Regions from separate parts of the Mus musculus genome. Here all the other regions are linked to region 2. The links are chromatin contacts, called in public HiChIP or PLAC-seq maps. All regions are on one chromosome and are shown on one strand. Each heading gives the region's core, a stretch centred on a gene start, on an enhancer-like site or on the middle of the called end of the contact. The rest is flanking DNA. Distances are from core to core; before and after follow the strand shown. Region 1 overlaps Pard3 (par-3 family cell polarity regulator). Region 2 holds the start of Tarbp1 (TAR RNA binding protein 1). Region 3 overlaps Pard3 (par-3 family cell polarity regulator).

Region 1 (4,405 bases), core at 1,206-3,705, 710 kb after region 2:
ATGGCAGAGTTTGTGTGGATAAATTCTGTGAAAAGTTTGCACCATCTTGACACCAGCAATTTGAGCAGCTACCTAGGTGGTGGTACCTGTGGGATCCTGGGATCAGTCCCCCATAGATCCTGAAGACTGACTGCATTGATAAAGTTTTTACTGAGCTCAACAGAGGGTCAGTGGAGTTTTGGGTTCAGAAGAAGTGTTTGTCACGTAACAGGAAAGAAGCAAAGGCATTAAATGCTTAATTCACTTTTTTTTTTTTCCAGCAGGGGTACATAGGGGAAACTGTAAGCAGATGTGAATAGTCAGGGTCAGATTATAATTTTGGAAGGAAAAGCTAAGGGTCAGAATGTTCTGAGGATCTGACCTGGGGCTGTCTCTATCCCTAAGGGGATTGTATGGCCATCTCAGACCTGAGGGGAAATTTGGTTTCTAAGTAGGCAGGGTGTGGAAATGTGTGCTGTGTGCCTGTGTGGCAGATCAGTGCCCTCATGTTAACTAGCAGCTTGGGAAGAGCTTATGGTGGTCGAGCCCAAAGTTTTGAGTCTGATAAGTGAATAGATTCAGCGGCATCAAGGAAGTAGTCTAATAGGAAGTAGACAGATGTGATTGGGTCTGGCCTGAACTTCACTAATATTAGCACCATAGGCATTCTGCTGACCCGTGAAGCTATCTTGTCAATCATTTAAACAGCTATGCGTTGCTGTAGATTCATGGGTGCTTTCCCATGGAAAGGTAGGGGGCTTCTTGCATCCTGAATGGCAAAGTTTGGGTCATTTAGCTTAGCTCTGTGTCCACCTCTCAGGTCACATGTGAACGCCAATCATTCCTATCACTCCGTGTTGCTTCGAGGGGAGACTGTTACTTTACTTATATTAGTTGTCTTTAATTCTCACTTTCTTTTCTTTGAAGATCCTTTTCAGGAAGTGAACAGTAGGGTTCTCTGATAGTTCTTTGAACTGTTTTTTTTTTTTTTAATTTCCTTCACAATTTTACCGGCCCCAGGTGTGTTTTCCTTCACCTCATCTCATTAGAACCATGCCATCATACCCGTATTTCCTATAAGGCTGTCAGTTTCACATTAAACCACTTAATAAAGACAAGATGCGGACTGTGAGGTGGAAACGTCTGGTTTCTTTGGAAAGTCAGTTATGCCAAATGATGTTTTGCTGGGGCACACAGGTGAAAGGATGTTTTGCTATAGCAGACATGTGAATGAAAGTGCGATGTTAGCTGGGTGTGGTGACGCACGCCTTTAATCCCAGCACTCAGGAGGCAGAGGCAGGTGGATTTCTGAGTTCGAGGCCAGCCTGGTCTACAAAGTGAGTTCCAGGACATCCAGGGCTAGTCAGAGAAACCCTGTCTCGAAAAACAAAACAAAACAAAACACAAAAAAAAGAATGTGCGATGTTTAGAAAGAATATAAATATGACCCCATAGTCAGTGAGAGCTCAAACATTGGTTTGCTTTGCTCTGTCTGTCTTACTAGCATTGCTGACATGCATGTATTGGTTTATCTCGCATTGCATTGCTGAGCTCTGCCTATGGTAACTTCACAGAGAGAAACACTCACCAAAGAACTTCTTGTGAGGTTCCTGTGGCTTCTTGATATTTCCGTGGACTTGGGCCAGTTGTCAAACCTTGTGGTTTCTTCTGGATTGAACTGCCCTTGCTGATTTGTGTGTGGTGTCTGCCAAGTAGACTGGTCTGCAGCTGCTGATTCATGCTTGGTGTTTGCTAGTGGACTGGGCTAAGAACAGCAAAGATTGAAATCTCCCCCAAAGAACTATTTCTAAACAGGTCTGCTTCCCCGTACCCTAATAACCTTTCTCTTCTACTGCCTCTGGTGGGTGGTGGGCTAGAGTGGAGGTTGAACCCTTATTAAAGTTGGTTGAGAAAAATATATGCCTACAGATTGTCTTGTGGGCTCATGTCTTGTGTTACTGGGGCTCAGCGTATGAGCATCCCCCCATGACTAGTGTTCATGTCTGCGCACCATGCACTGCACTGTCTCTTCCTGGAATCTTATTTTTGCCCTGAAGTTTCATCTGATAGTCATCAGGGTCAGAGGTGGCAAAATCTGCTTTTTGACCAAATGTTGTGGACACACTGTGGCTTTCTCAGGGTCCTGTGGGTCAGCCTAACCTCTGTGCATTTCCATAGCCCAATCTCAGTACCTTCCTCTTTCTTTAAAGAATGTCAGCTCTTGATCATGGCTAGGCCATTGATGCTATGCTGTTTCCAGAGTTCATTGTAGAAACTGCTAGTTCCTAAGGAGGGGTTTTGTCTAAACAAAGAAGGAGTTCAGTTCTTTCTGGTGATGATTACTAATCTCTGGGGAATTGAGGAAGTCATTATTGGGTATTGGGGTGGAAGCTACTGGGACTCATCTGTTGTTGGATCTTATGAAACACAGTCTTTCTTTTTCAGCAGGTCTGCCCCCACACTCGGAACATTTTTCCCTCATTATCCTCTCTCAGAACTCTGAGTTCTGCCACTCTGGCAAGTCTTTAGCCGTCACATCTGCACCCCACCAGCACCACTTTCTTTAGCTGACAACTTTTAAACAGTTTCCTGACAAGTCTGCTTGCGAATTTGTACAAGCTCCTCTGTTTGATTGAGGAGTTTGACTAATCACTGTACATGGCTGTACTTAGGCCTGGACTGACTGATTCCCTTTCCCCAGAATATGTCTGTTCATTTGATGCTGTTTGGGAGCCTGTGAGCACACACAGGTGCATCTTCTCCTTGCTCCATTTGAGTGAGGCCATCGCACAGCTTCTGTGAGCAGTGTGGGAAGTGTAGGTTATCGTGGGGGTGTCTGCTGGAAATTTCTCTGCCTTGGTTTTGCCTGTTCCTTCAAGGATACTGACCAGGCCTAAAAATCTGTTTCAATTGCACAACTGCACTGAGAAGTGGGAAACCGGCAAGGGAAGGTTGGGAAGAATATCAGGGATAATGGGTTTTCTGAGGAAAACCCGAGATGCCTGCATGAGGGAGGCGGCCAGTTAGTGGCTTTGCCCTGTGCTTCTCCATACAGAACGTGAAGGACCCAAGGAAATGAACATGGCACATCTTCACTAAAAGCTGGGCCTCACCTCAGTATGCACTGTTAGACCTATGTACAGCCAGCCTCAGGTGAGGCCCCCAGTACTTGCTCAGTGTGACTTAATGCTGAGATCCACTCTCCTGGGAATGGGGTGGCTCTGCACAGCACAGTGGTTGCTTCATGGTGTCTCAGGTCCTAGGTGAGAGCTTTGTGTTAGCCTTGGAACCGCACAGGTGTCCCAGTTCTACTTCAGGAGAACGAAACGGCACTTTGGTTTTGCAGAGCAGCTGTGTGCTGAGAAGGACTTGGGAGTCATCTGTGCTAGGGGGCTTTATTGGCATCTTGAAGACTGTTGTCACATTGGGTTGGCTGAGGAGAACTTCCAGGTCCCTTGAGGACTAGGCTGGTAGTCCCAGTGGTTACCGAGGATAGGGAGCATCACTGTGGTGGCTCTCCGGACATCTTCAGTTCCTGCTCTGTTTGTCTGTATTTATTTTGGGTAACGGTTGGACCTCCTGCCTCATTTTCCCAAGTGCTACGGTTATAACCTTATACCACCATGCCCAGATTCTCTTTCTGTCCTCCCTGTGTGTAGCCACTTTTGGCTCAGTAGGTAATGCCTTGGATGGCAGAGAAACAGCTGGCTTGATTCCCTCTTAGGAAGGAGACTCAAGGGACAATGGGTGCTCAGTATTAAGGGAAAGATGCTGGGAATAAGGTTCCTTCTTTCCTCAGACCAAAAGAAAGAATATGTGGGAAGTGTTACTGCATTAATTTTTGCCATTTGCCTAATTCTGTGGAAGGGAGATGAGCAGGTGTCTGTGCAGTCTCTGGATACCATGTTTCCCTGCACATGCGTGGACATAGAACTTTTCCCACACTCACTGGATGGTGATGGCAGCTGCTTAGCCACTCCAGTGCACCCACTGCCAAAGTGTGGTCAGGATATGCTTGGCTTTTGTCTGCTCCCTTTGTGTGTGTGTGTGTGTGTGTGTGTGTGTCCGTCTGTTTGTCTGTCTCTCTCTGTGTCCATCTGTCTGTCTACACACACACACACACACACACACACACACACACACACTCTTTTCCTCCTTCTGACCTAAGTGATGGTAGTGTACCGAGCTGGCTGGCAAGAGAGTTTCCAAAACTAAACTCTTAAGTCTCAGAGTTTGCTAGGCCCTCTCTCATCATCAAGACAAGTACAAAAACAGTGACCTTTCTGGTTCTCCCCCTGTGTGCTGTGGAGTGCTGTAGTGCCCTGTCCCGGACCTCTGGTGATAGATATGCTTGGGACTATTAGCTTTGTGGTTGAGTTGCAAATCTGGGTAAATATTTGTGCAAAGCCAAGCCTGCCCCTGGCTG
Region 2 (4,899 bases), core at 957-3,456:
TGCTAACTTCTCTCAGTGATGGAGTGTGACCTGAGAGAAGTGTTCTGAAATAAATCCTTTCCTCAACAAGTTTCTTTTGGCCATAGTCTCTATTCCAGCAACAGAAAAAATAACTAAGACAAACAGACAAATGGTAAGTCCCAGAGGTTCCAAGTCAAGAAGAGAGAAGGAAAAAGGAAGCAAGGGAAGAAATAACCACCTGATTACTCAAGAAAACTTCCCCAAATCAAAGCTCATTGACTTCCAGACTGTGTAGGTGCACATGGATAAAAAGGAGGTTCCAGGATGCCAGGGCCCTAAACCCCTGGTACCCTATAGAGAAGTCACAGACTGCCCTTGAGCAGGATCCAGAATTATCTCAACTTCAAAACAACAAGAGTAGCATCTCCAGCTTCTAGATGGATGGATGGAAGCCTTTAAAATGTGGATGGAAATGTCTCCCCCATAGAAGTTGGACCTGAGCAAACTATCACTCAAGCCCTAAAGACAAAACCAAGCTGTTTACAGTCCCAGCTCTGCTTTGAATGCAGGAGGCCCCAAGAGAGCATTCCTGCAGAGACAGGAAAGATGGATCACCCACAAAACCACAAATGTGCAGAGACCATGAGGAAACACAATTCCAAACTTCAGAAAGAAAGCGTCTGAATCCTGAGTTCCAGATTCAGAGAGAGCAAGCGAGAGAGACCCTGGCCCAAAAATAAAATGGAGAATAATCAAGGACAACACCTGTTGACTTTAGGCCTGGGCGCAAGCACACACGATGACTTAAGGGTTATGTTTAGAAAGCACTAACTAACCCTGCTCCTAATATTCCTAAAGGGAATGTCAAGGGATTAATATTTGATTCCGTACCTCGAGTTTCAAACATTAACTTGGGTTACACAGCACCCTTCTTTCAGTTTGATACGGATGTCAACTTTTTTTCTATCAGGATGTAAAGGCGTGGAGCAGGCTTGGTTTTACACAGAGCATGCTACCGCGTGTGCGATATCTTAACCTTCACTGGGTCCACTTTTCCCAAAGTGCAGGAGGAGGCCGGTGTAGGGTACCACATGCAAGTGTCAAATCCGCTCAGGATGAGGTGGACGCCCCTTGAAGGCTGGTTTGAGGTAGCAGAGTGTGGCTGGGGCAAAGAGATAAGTAGGTGCCAGTCTGGAGAGATGGTTCAGGGGTTAAGAGCACTTGATGTTCTTCTAGAGGACTGGAGTTTGACTCCCAACACACACATCAGGTAGTTCACAATTGCCTTTAACTCCAGCTCAAGGGGATTTGATGCCCTCCCAAGCATACGCACGTGATGCACATAAACTTACACAGGCACGCGCGCGCGCGCGCACACACACACACACACACACACACACACACAATTTTGTTTTTTAGAGAGACAAGTGGGTACCTTTTGTGTCCTGGGGGCTGCAGGAGCAGTCCACCGCCAGCTCTGCAGACACCTGTACAGCCCTCTGCAGCAGGTAGCGCGCGCGCTTTCGCGTGAGCCCGTCCTGCGCGCGGCCCAGCCCCGCCTGGACGGTTCTCCAGAAGCGGCCGCAGAGACGGGCGTCGAGATCCCCGTGGCGCTCATGGTTGGTCAGCAGCTTCTCGGCCAGTGCGCTCAGCACCAGCAGTTCTGGCCCAGTGCTGCCCTCAGCTCCCGGTCCCGCGGAGCTCAGCGCGTCCCACGCCGCACGCAGAGCCGGTTCTGCGCTCTGTGCCAGCGCGGGCAGCAGGCGCGCTCCCACGGCCGGCGGCGCGTCCCCGGCCAGCGCCAGCTCCACAGACGCGCGCCCCAGGCGACGCAGCAGCGGGGCATCCTCCGGCGCGCGTAAACACGGCGCCACGGCGGCCAGCAGCTCCACGGCTGGCGCGCTCGGCAGCTCGCGCAGCGCTTCTTCGGCCAGAGTGACTGCCAGCTCCGGTCCTGCCAGGCGCGCGCACGAGCGCAGCGCCGCACTCGCCGCTCGGAGCACGCGGGGCCTCGCAGGCCCTCCGCCCTGGGACGCGTGCAGTAAGGGCACCAGGTGGTCCCTGGCCACCTCGTGTGCCGCCTTGGCCAGCGCGCCGGCGCCCGCGCCGCGCTCCTCCAGCCGCTGCAGCACCAGGCGCAGGGTCTCCGCCCGCTCCGCACTCGCCTCCCCGCCGCACAGCGCGCCCAGCAACTCGCCGGGCTCCCGACTCTGCGTTAGAAGCGCGTCCGCCAACACCCGCTCCATTTCGCGGGGAGTAGACCTGTGCGCGTGCGCCGGCCACCCTAAGCGCGAGTGCGCGTGCGCGGCGAGAGGTTCCCACCCACACATACCCTGCCCGGCATAGGACCGCATAAGGTTCCTTCAACTTTGTTGGGAGTGTGATGCCTCCTGCCACTCACAGTTTTTAGTAAAAAGAGTTGCTGCAGACATAGTATTACACCAGTTCCGAAGTTCCCGATTGGAAATAGGCCTAGGGCCTAAATTTTCTAGCTGGCCCTAAATTCACATAGATATCCTGCAATCCCCCCAGATGGCTGCTTTTTAAAAGGGTGCATGTTAAGAGTTACCACAAAGTCTCTAAAACAATGGATCACAAATGAAATCTGGATTTATGTTTTGAAAATAAGTTATGAGAGCTGAGAAGATTGGTCAGTAGGAAAAGGGCATGTTATGAAAGCATGAACATCTGAGTTAGGATCCCATGGAGAGGTAACTACCATCCTGCGTGGTGGAGACACATCTCCCCGCCGCCCCCCCCCTCCCCGACTCCCCCGAGTCGCTGATGAGCCAGTATGGCTGAGATCAGTTCCAGGTCCAGTGAGAGAGCCTGACTCTTTTTTTTTTTTCATTAGTAGTAAACTTTAATATTGTTCACTTTGCACAAGAAAAGTGGCTCACTAAGAGCTGGGGTTCTGAGGAGAGAATGTTTAGGCATAAATGGGGGAGCTGTGAGAGGCCTGGAGCCTTGGTGAGGGTGGGGCTCTGAGACTGAAACCCAGCCACCAACAAGGAAGAAACTAGCCCCACCAGTGTCACAATGGTGGACAGCTCTGTCCTCACCTTTGGCTGAACGCGGGACCCCTAGCCACCAGGCAGGGTCTGGGCTCCAGCCTGCATTGAGGCATCTTGGCAATCAAGAAGGGAACTGAAAACGGCTTCAGCGAGTGGACGATGGATGAGCCCGTTCAAGGCACAGTGTCCATTAGGAATGATAGGCCCGCGCTCCCCCTGCTCTCTGAGAGTCCAACCTGGGTAGGAGCTGGCAGGCCCCAGGTCCCCTCAGTTGGCAGAGTTGTATTGTAGGACTTGCTGAGAGGCAAAGAGCTTCTTGACAGCCAAGGCCTCTCCCGGCTGCCCCAGCACCAGACAGTTCTCTTTGTTGTCTGACCCAGCAGCCTGGGCTGAAGACTTCTTAAAGTAGCACAGGCGGCACACGGAGTGATACTTGTCGGCTCCGCCAATCACCTCCACCTCTTTCTCCAGACCCAGCCTCTTCGTGTAGGCAGCTTCTCGGAAGCACTCCATGCACACAGCGGTGAGCTTCACCACACTCTCCGCCAGGGGCACCAGGTTCAAGATGCTGCCGAAAGCCTTCCTCTGGAAGGTCCCATCCAGTGCTGCCACAATTACTGTCTTGCCCTCGTTGGCCATCATTTCACAGAAATCCACAATGTCAGGAAAAAACTGCCCCTCATCGATGCCAATGACGGCCACACTCAAGGACTCCTGGGTCACATCGCGGAGCATGCAGGCTGGCAATGCGTCAATGGTGTTCCGATCATGTGTGGAGAAGCTGTTGCTATAGCGCGTGTCTTTGGCATACTTGATGACCAGGCACTTGTACTGGGCGATCTGGAAGCGCCGGACTCTTCTCATCAGCTCCGTGCTTTTCCCTGAGAACATGGGCCCGAAAATCACCTGAATCTGCCCCCGGGTCTTGCTGGGGGAGCTGGGCAGCACGGTGGGTAGATTGATGTAGCTCATGGCAGCTGTGCAAACTTTAGCACCGAGAGTCCGTGGGTGGGGATATTTCGCCGCACTGCACGCAGCCTGGAACATTTGCCCGCCAACAACTCAAAAAGCGAGAGCCTGACTCTTAAGAACAAGGTGGAAATCAGGGTATGGGTGACACAAACCTTTAATCCCAGCCCTGGAGAAGCTGAGGCAGGAGGATCACTGGGAATTCAAGGCCAGCCTGGTCTACAGTGTGAGTTCCAAGACAGCCAGGACTACAAAGGATGCCTTGTCTCAAACAAACAAACAAACAAACAAACACAAGGCAGAGGGCGGGGCAGGGGTGGAGTACGCCTTTAATCCCAGCACTTGGGAGGCAGAGACAGGCAAATCTCTGACTTCAAGGACAGTCTGGTCTACAGAGTGAGTTCTGGGACAGCCAGGGCTACACAGAGAAACCCTGTCTGGAAAACAAAACAAAACAAAACAACAACAACAAAAAAAAAAAAACCACGCAAGATAGAGGGTGATAGAGGAAGACACCATACATCAACCCCAAGCACACGCGCGCGCATGCACACACACGGTGAGCAGCCCCAACCTCACAGGCCAATACAAGCCTATACTCCACTACTCCACACACTGATAAGTCATGAAGTCAGGTGTACATGATTGTCACTATAAGCAAATATCAGAAGTCTGAGGCAGGAGGGTCACCTGCCTGGGCTACAACTCAAGATCAGTCTGGGTTGGGGAAACAGGTGGGAGAGATGTTTCCTGGCATGCTTGAGGTTCTGAGTTCAAACTGGGAGGTAGGAGAGCAATGTAATAAATTAAGTATGACTTGGGGTGGGGGGCATCAGAGGCCACACACACTTAGCAGAACAGGCTGCAGCTGAAAGCAAGCTCTCCTCAGAACCCTGAACCCAGGGCCCTAGTTCAAGAATATAGGTTGATCGCCCCACACAGTGCTGCCTTCTAG
Region 3 (4,424 bases), core at 1,569-4,068, 610 kb after region 2:
GAGGAAGTGATATGCACAGTGGAGAAAAATGCCCGGAATAAAATTTCTTTTCTAGAGGCTGGAGAGTTGGCCCAGTGGTTGAGAACACTTGTTCTTGCAAAGGACCCAGGTTTGATTTTCAGTACCCACATGGAAGCTTACTGCTTTCTTGGGCACCAGGCATACATGTGGTTCACAGATGTACAAGCAGGCAACACACTCATACACACAAAATAATAAAATAATTCTAGAAAAATGATGAAAAATGCTTCTTTAAAAAAGTTTTTTTGTTTTTTTTCTAAAAATGGTGCACTCTATGACATGGCTTGTAAAAGCATTCTCTTGACAATTATCTGAAGAGTATTGGCTTCACAATGCATAAGTAAGGGAGGATTTGGAAAACAATGGTTTTATGTTTCTGGGGTTACAAAGGCCCAGCTTTGTGGAACATGCAGGTTTTGGGGATTTGGAAAACTGCCCATTTTCAATACGATCAGATCATTCAGCTTGTGTGTTTTGTTAAAGATATAGCCTTGCCACATGCACCAAAGGATTGACAGCATTCCTAAGTGAAGCTGCAGCTACTGTCCCCGTTGAGAAGCCTTCCAGCTCCATCTAATGTGTGGTGTGTGCACTCCCCTGCAGCTACTTGATTCTGTAATTGTTTTCAGAAATTAATTGGAACAAACTTCAATATCCACTTTGCTTCCAGCAGTCACAAGTCAAGGGGACATTTAGATGGTGATTAGACTTCTGGCACTCAGTCACTCACTTTCTTTTTCTTTTCAAATCCCCCTGTGTGTGTGAGTGTGTGTATGTGTGTGTGTGAGTGTGCATGAGTGTGTGTATGTGTAAGTGAGTGTGTATGTGTAAGTGTGTAAGTGTGTGAGTATAAGTGTGAATGTGTGAGCACATGCATGTGTGTGTGTGAATGTGAATGTGTGTAGTGTATGTGTATGTATGTGTGAGTGTGTATGTATGTGAACGAGTGTATAAGTGTGAGTCTAAGTGTGTAGGTGTGTAAATAAGTGTGTGAGTGTATGTGAATATGTGAGTGTGTGTATGTGTGTGAGTGTATGTGTGTGTGTGATTATGTGTATGAGTATATGAGTGTGTGTGAGCACATATGTGTGTATGAGTGTGTGTATGTGTGAGTGTATGTGTGTGAGTATGTGTGTGAACGAGTGTCTAAGTGTGTGAGTGTGTATGTGAGTGTGTGTATGTGAGTGTGTGTATGTGTGTGAGTGTGTGTGTAGATCAGAGGACAGTCTTAGGTGTGAGTCTTCCCCTTGCACCTTGTTTCAGAGTGTGTTAATCACCACAGGCAGCCCCCACATTTCTCTTGTCTCCACCTCCATCTCACACAGGAGTGTTCGTAGAGTTGCAGAGATAGCTGTTGCTTCCATGTTCTGCTGTAGGTTCTCCTCTCGTGGCAGCACTCTGCTCACTGAGCTAGATCCTCAGATGTAGCTCAAGTTTTCTGAATTTCACTCTCCCCTTTCCTCCTTGGAACTGAACCTGGAGCTCCTGCCCAGACCATGGCACTTAAACATTTCAAAGAGCATATGGAGACATAAGAGCAGGGGTACCTGCTGGGAATATTACTCAGATAAAGAGTCTAAGATAAGCTTTGCACCAGATAACCAGAGGGCATCAGATCCCCTGGAGCTGAAATTATAGGCAGTTGTAAGCCATCCATGAAGGGTGCTGAGAACCCAGTGTGGGTCTTCTGTGAGAGCAGTAAGTGCTCTTAACCACTGAGCAATCTCTCCAGATCCGAAGAATGTGTTTTAATGGAACTGGTCTATTTGCACATGAACTGACAGAAAATTACTCAATACCACACTTCACAAATGAAATAAAATGTCAAACTTAAGAGTTAATTTATTGCCTCAGGAAAAGCCCAGGGCTGTGTTTGCTTAGGATTGACATTTGACTTTACAAGAGTATCTTTAGTGAGTAAGAAAGTTAACAGCTATTTCTGTTTCACTGGTTTTTTTTTCCTCCAAACATTCTAAGATCTTGGTACACTCTTAGACCATGCAGGAGTGACTTTCCTTCACAGTTGCACAGAACCATCTGTAAGAAACAGAACCATCTATAACAGAACACCCAGTTGGCACAGGACCTTCCTCATGACAGCTAGTGTGCCCCGTGGAATCCTTTCCCCAGGGCGGGAGAACCTGGCTGTTTTACTCTATGTCATACTTACATCCACAGGAAACCCTAGCTATCTATGTTTTACAGTGTATAATGCATCCACAGGAGATCCTGGTATTATTGTGTCGTTTATCATTCATGCATTCACGGACTTCCTAGGCTCTGTTCCACTGTGTATCATGCATGTGTTCACAGGAGACCCTGGTTTTGTTTCACAGTATATCATGATTCCACAGGAAATGTTTTATTGTATATTATGTGTGCATTCACAGGAGTTCCTGGCTCTGTTTCACTGGATATCATGCATGCTAGGCAAGCACTTTACCAGCTGAGTAACACTCCCAGTCCAAGCATTAACTGTTAAAAACAAGCAAGCAAATAAGCAAACCACGCAGAGGGGCTGATGAATCTGTTTATTCTGTTCCATTTCTCCAAATGTGGAAACCACCAGAAGAAATCAATAAAGAGGGAAAGGGGAATGACCAAAGAGCCGACAGGAAATGCCATACCCCCTACCAAGCCTTTCTGCCATATAAGGAGCATGGGCTTAGGTCGTGGGGGGTTGCGGGGGGTGGGGGCGGGGAGGGAAATCCAATCGCTCCCTCCTGCAAGGATGCATCCGTCACCAGGGAGGGAACACCAACTGTGAGACCCAGAAGCCCCACCGTGACATCTGTCCTTGATTTGTGCATGCCTGTGGTGCTCTGGTGGGCCAGGTGGAGCCAGGCTCCAGTCCTTAAACAATCACAGCTTTATTGGATACCTAGCTTGAACTGAGAAGCACCGACCGTGAACCTGAGCACCTGTCCCAAGTTCACAGCAAGTACAAATCAGTGCAAACACATTCTTCATCTATACGACACCCTGGGTTGCTTTTGTGTCTACCATTGTATATATATATAACCCATACCATCTTGTGATTAGCCCAAACGCTGAATTTTGGCTTCTTCTTGTGCTTGCTGTTGTGAGTGGTGTTTCTAGCATTTTCATATTACAGTTGCATTGTGTCTTCCTTCTGGACTGACTATTGTTTTTTGTGTTGGTTGAGAAGTCTTGTTTCACACACAGAAACCGAACAGAGAAACAACAGCTATTTGGAATTTCATCTCTCTTTTATTTAAGAAGTACAGCTTCTCTAAAAACCCTTTTAAGAGACTAGGAGTATGTTGTCTGCCCGTTGGATAAGGCAGGCCCAAGACCGAAGCCTAAGTTTCTCCTTCGCAATGATTTTATTAATGACTCCCAGCAGACTTTTCACGGCAGAGCCGGATTTCCTCCCATTGTGTGTCTTGGTGACCTCGGAGAAATAACTCTGTAGTGCAGGGTGCATGTGACACCTTTCTGATTAGAGGCTTTCAATAATGAGACGTTTATCCCTGAAAATACTGCCAACAAAATTTTATTACTAGGGTAAGGGAAGTGCTTAAGGCCCCTATTAAGTCAATTGTTACTTTGTATTCTCCATCGGTCTGAAGCTATTTTGAGAGTGTTGCACGGAATACCATAGCGGCCTGGCATAAACTAGAATTTGGACTTAACTAGGAGCACTCTTAAACCATTTTGCAAATAGTTTCTGTGACTCTAATTTTGGAGAGCATTCATCTTCAGGGGCAGAATATAGAAAAGCACAATGGTTCTTGGAAATTTATATTCCAGAATTTTTAATTTTTTAAATTTTTAAAATTTTTTTGTCAGCAAGTTTCAGTAACTTTGAAATCATTGGTAGAAACGATGCAGTTGCTGTCATGCTCAGTGTAGTGAGTAGTGTCATGGGTGGCTTACCCATGGGTGTACAGTGGCATCTGGGGGTAGAAGGGGAAGAAACAGGGTGTCCTTGGAAAGACAGGGCGTCATTATTGATTTCAGGTCCTACCCAGAAGTCTTTATTTATTTATTCATTTATTTACTTTAGTTTATTTTTTCTTTATGAGTGTTTTTGCTTGTGTACCGGATGTGTGCTTGGTGCCCTTGGAGGCCAGAAGAGGATGTTGGATCCCTGGAACTAAAATTACAGATAGTTATGAGCCACCATGTGGCTGCTGGGAATCGAACCTGAGTTTTCTGAAAGATCGGCCAGTTCTCTAATCACCGAACCATTGCTCCAGCCTGGTATCCAGAAGTCTTAATACTATTGGTTGTCTATCTGTCTGTCTGTCTGTCTGTTTGTTTGTTTGTTGTTCTTTGTTTTCTGAGGCAAGTCCTCACTCTCCCAGGGTTTCCTTGAAACTTTGTAGTCCAGGCTGGGCCTCTACTTATCAGCTCTGGGGTTCTAGGTATGTACCTGC

Evidence for each region. HiChIP or PLAC-seq counts read pairs in DNA pulled down with a chosen protein or histone mark.
Region 1: a contact with region 2 is called in a FOXA1 HiChIP or PLAC-seq map of pancreatic cancer cells. The contact joins the enhancer-like site here to the promoter of Tarbp1 in region 2. A contact is called at or near these places in 12 of 39 promoter capture datasets (the 3T3-L1 cell line, the C10 cell line, the HPC-7 cell line and 7 more), 5 of 484 Hi-C or Micro-C datasets (Th1 cells, cerebellum, cerebral cortex and 2 more), 3 of 115 datasets of contacts at active chromatin or transcription factors (large pre-B cells, pancreatic cancer cells and stem cell-derived neural progenitor cells) and 1 of 9 other capture datasets (macrophages).
Region 3: a contact with region 2 is called in a FOXA1 HiChIP or PLAC-seq map of pancreatic cancer cells. The contact joins the enhancer-like site here to the promoter of Tarbp1 in region 2. A contact is called at or near these places in 8 of 39 promoter capture datasets (the 3T3-L1 cell line, 3T3-L1-derived adipocytes, the C10 cell line and 3 more) and 1 of 115 datasets of contacts at active chromatin or transcription factors (pancreatic cancer cells).

What each region holds. Positions count from the first base shown.
Region 1 is chr8:127,179,781-127,184,185 of GRCm38.p6, forward strand. The region is part of intron 2 of Pard3 (par-3 family cell polarity regulator); the gene reads left to right. Among named protein-coding and RNA genes, the nearest start is that of Pard3, 120 kb to the left of the region's middle. Within about 2 kb of position 2,456, at least 15 of the 459 cell types and tissues checked have an H3K27ac peak or open chromatin away from gene starts, as enhancers often do. A contact at or near this core is called in pancreatic cancer cells, where this site is marked.
Region 2 is chr8:126,472,859-126,477,757 of GRCm38.p6, forward strand. Tarbp1 (TAR RNA binding protein 1) reads right to left here and starts at 2,207. Exons shown (of 30, transcript NM_001159907.1): 1 at 1,397-2,207. The coding sequence starts at 2,207. It also overlaps the pseudogene Gm6091.
Region 3 is chr8:127,085,798-127,090,221 of GRCm38.p6, forward strand. The region is part of intron 1 of Pard3 (par-3 family cell polarity regulator); the gene reads left to right. Among named protein-coding and RNA genes, the nearest start is that of Pard3, 24 kb to the left of the region's middle. Within about 2 kb of position 2,819, at least 20 of the 459 cell types and tissues checked have an H3K27ac peak or open chromatin away from gene starts, as enhancers often do. A contact at or near this core is called in pancreatic cancer cells, where this site is marked.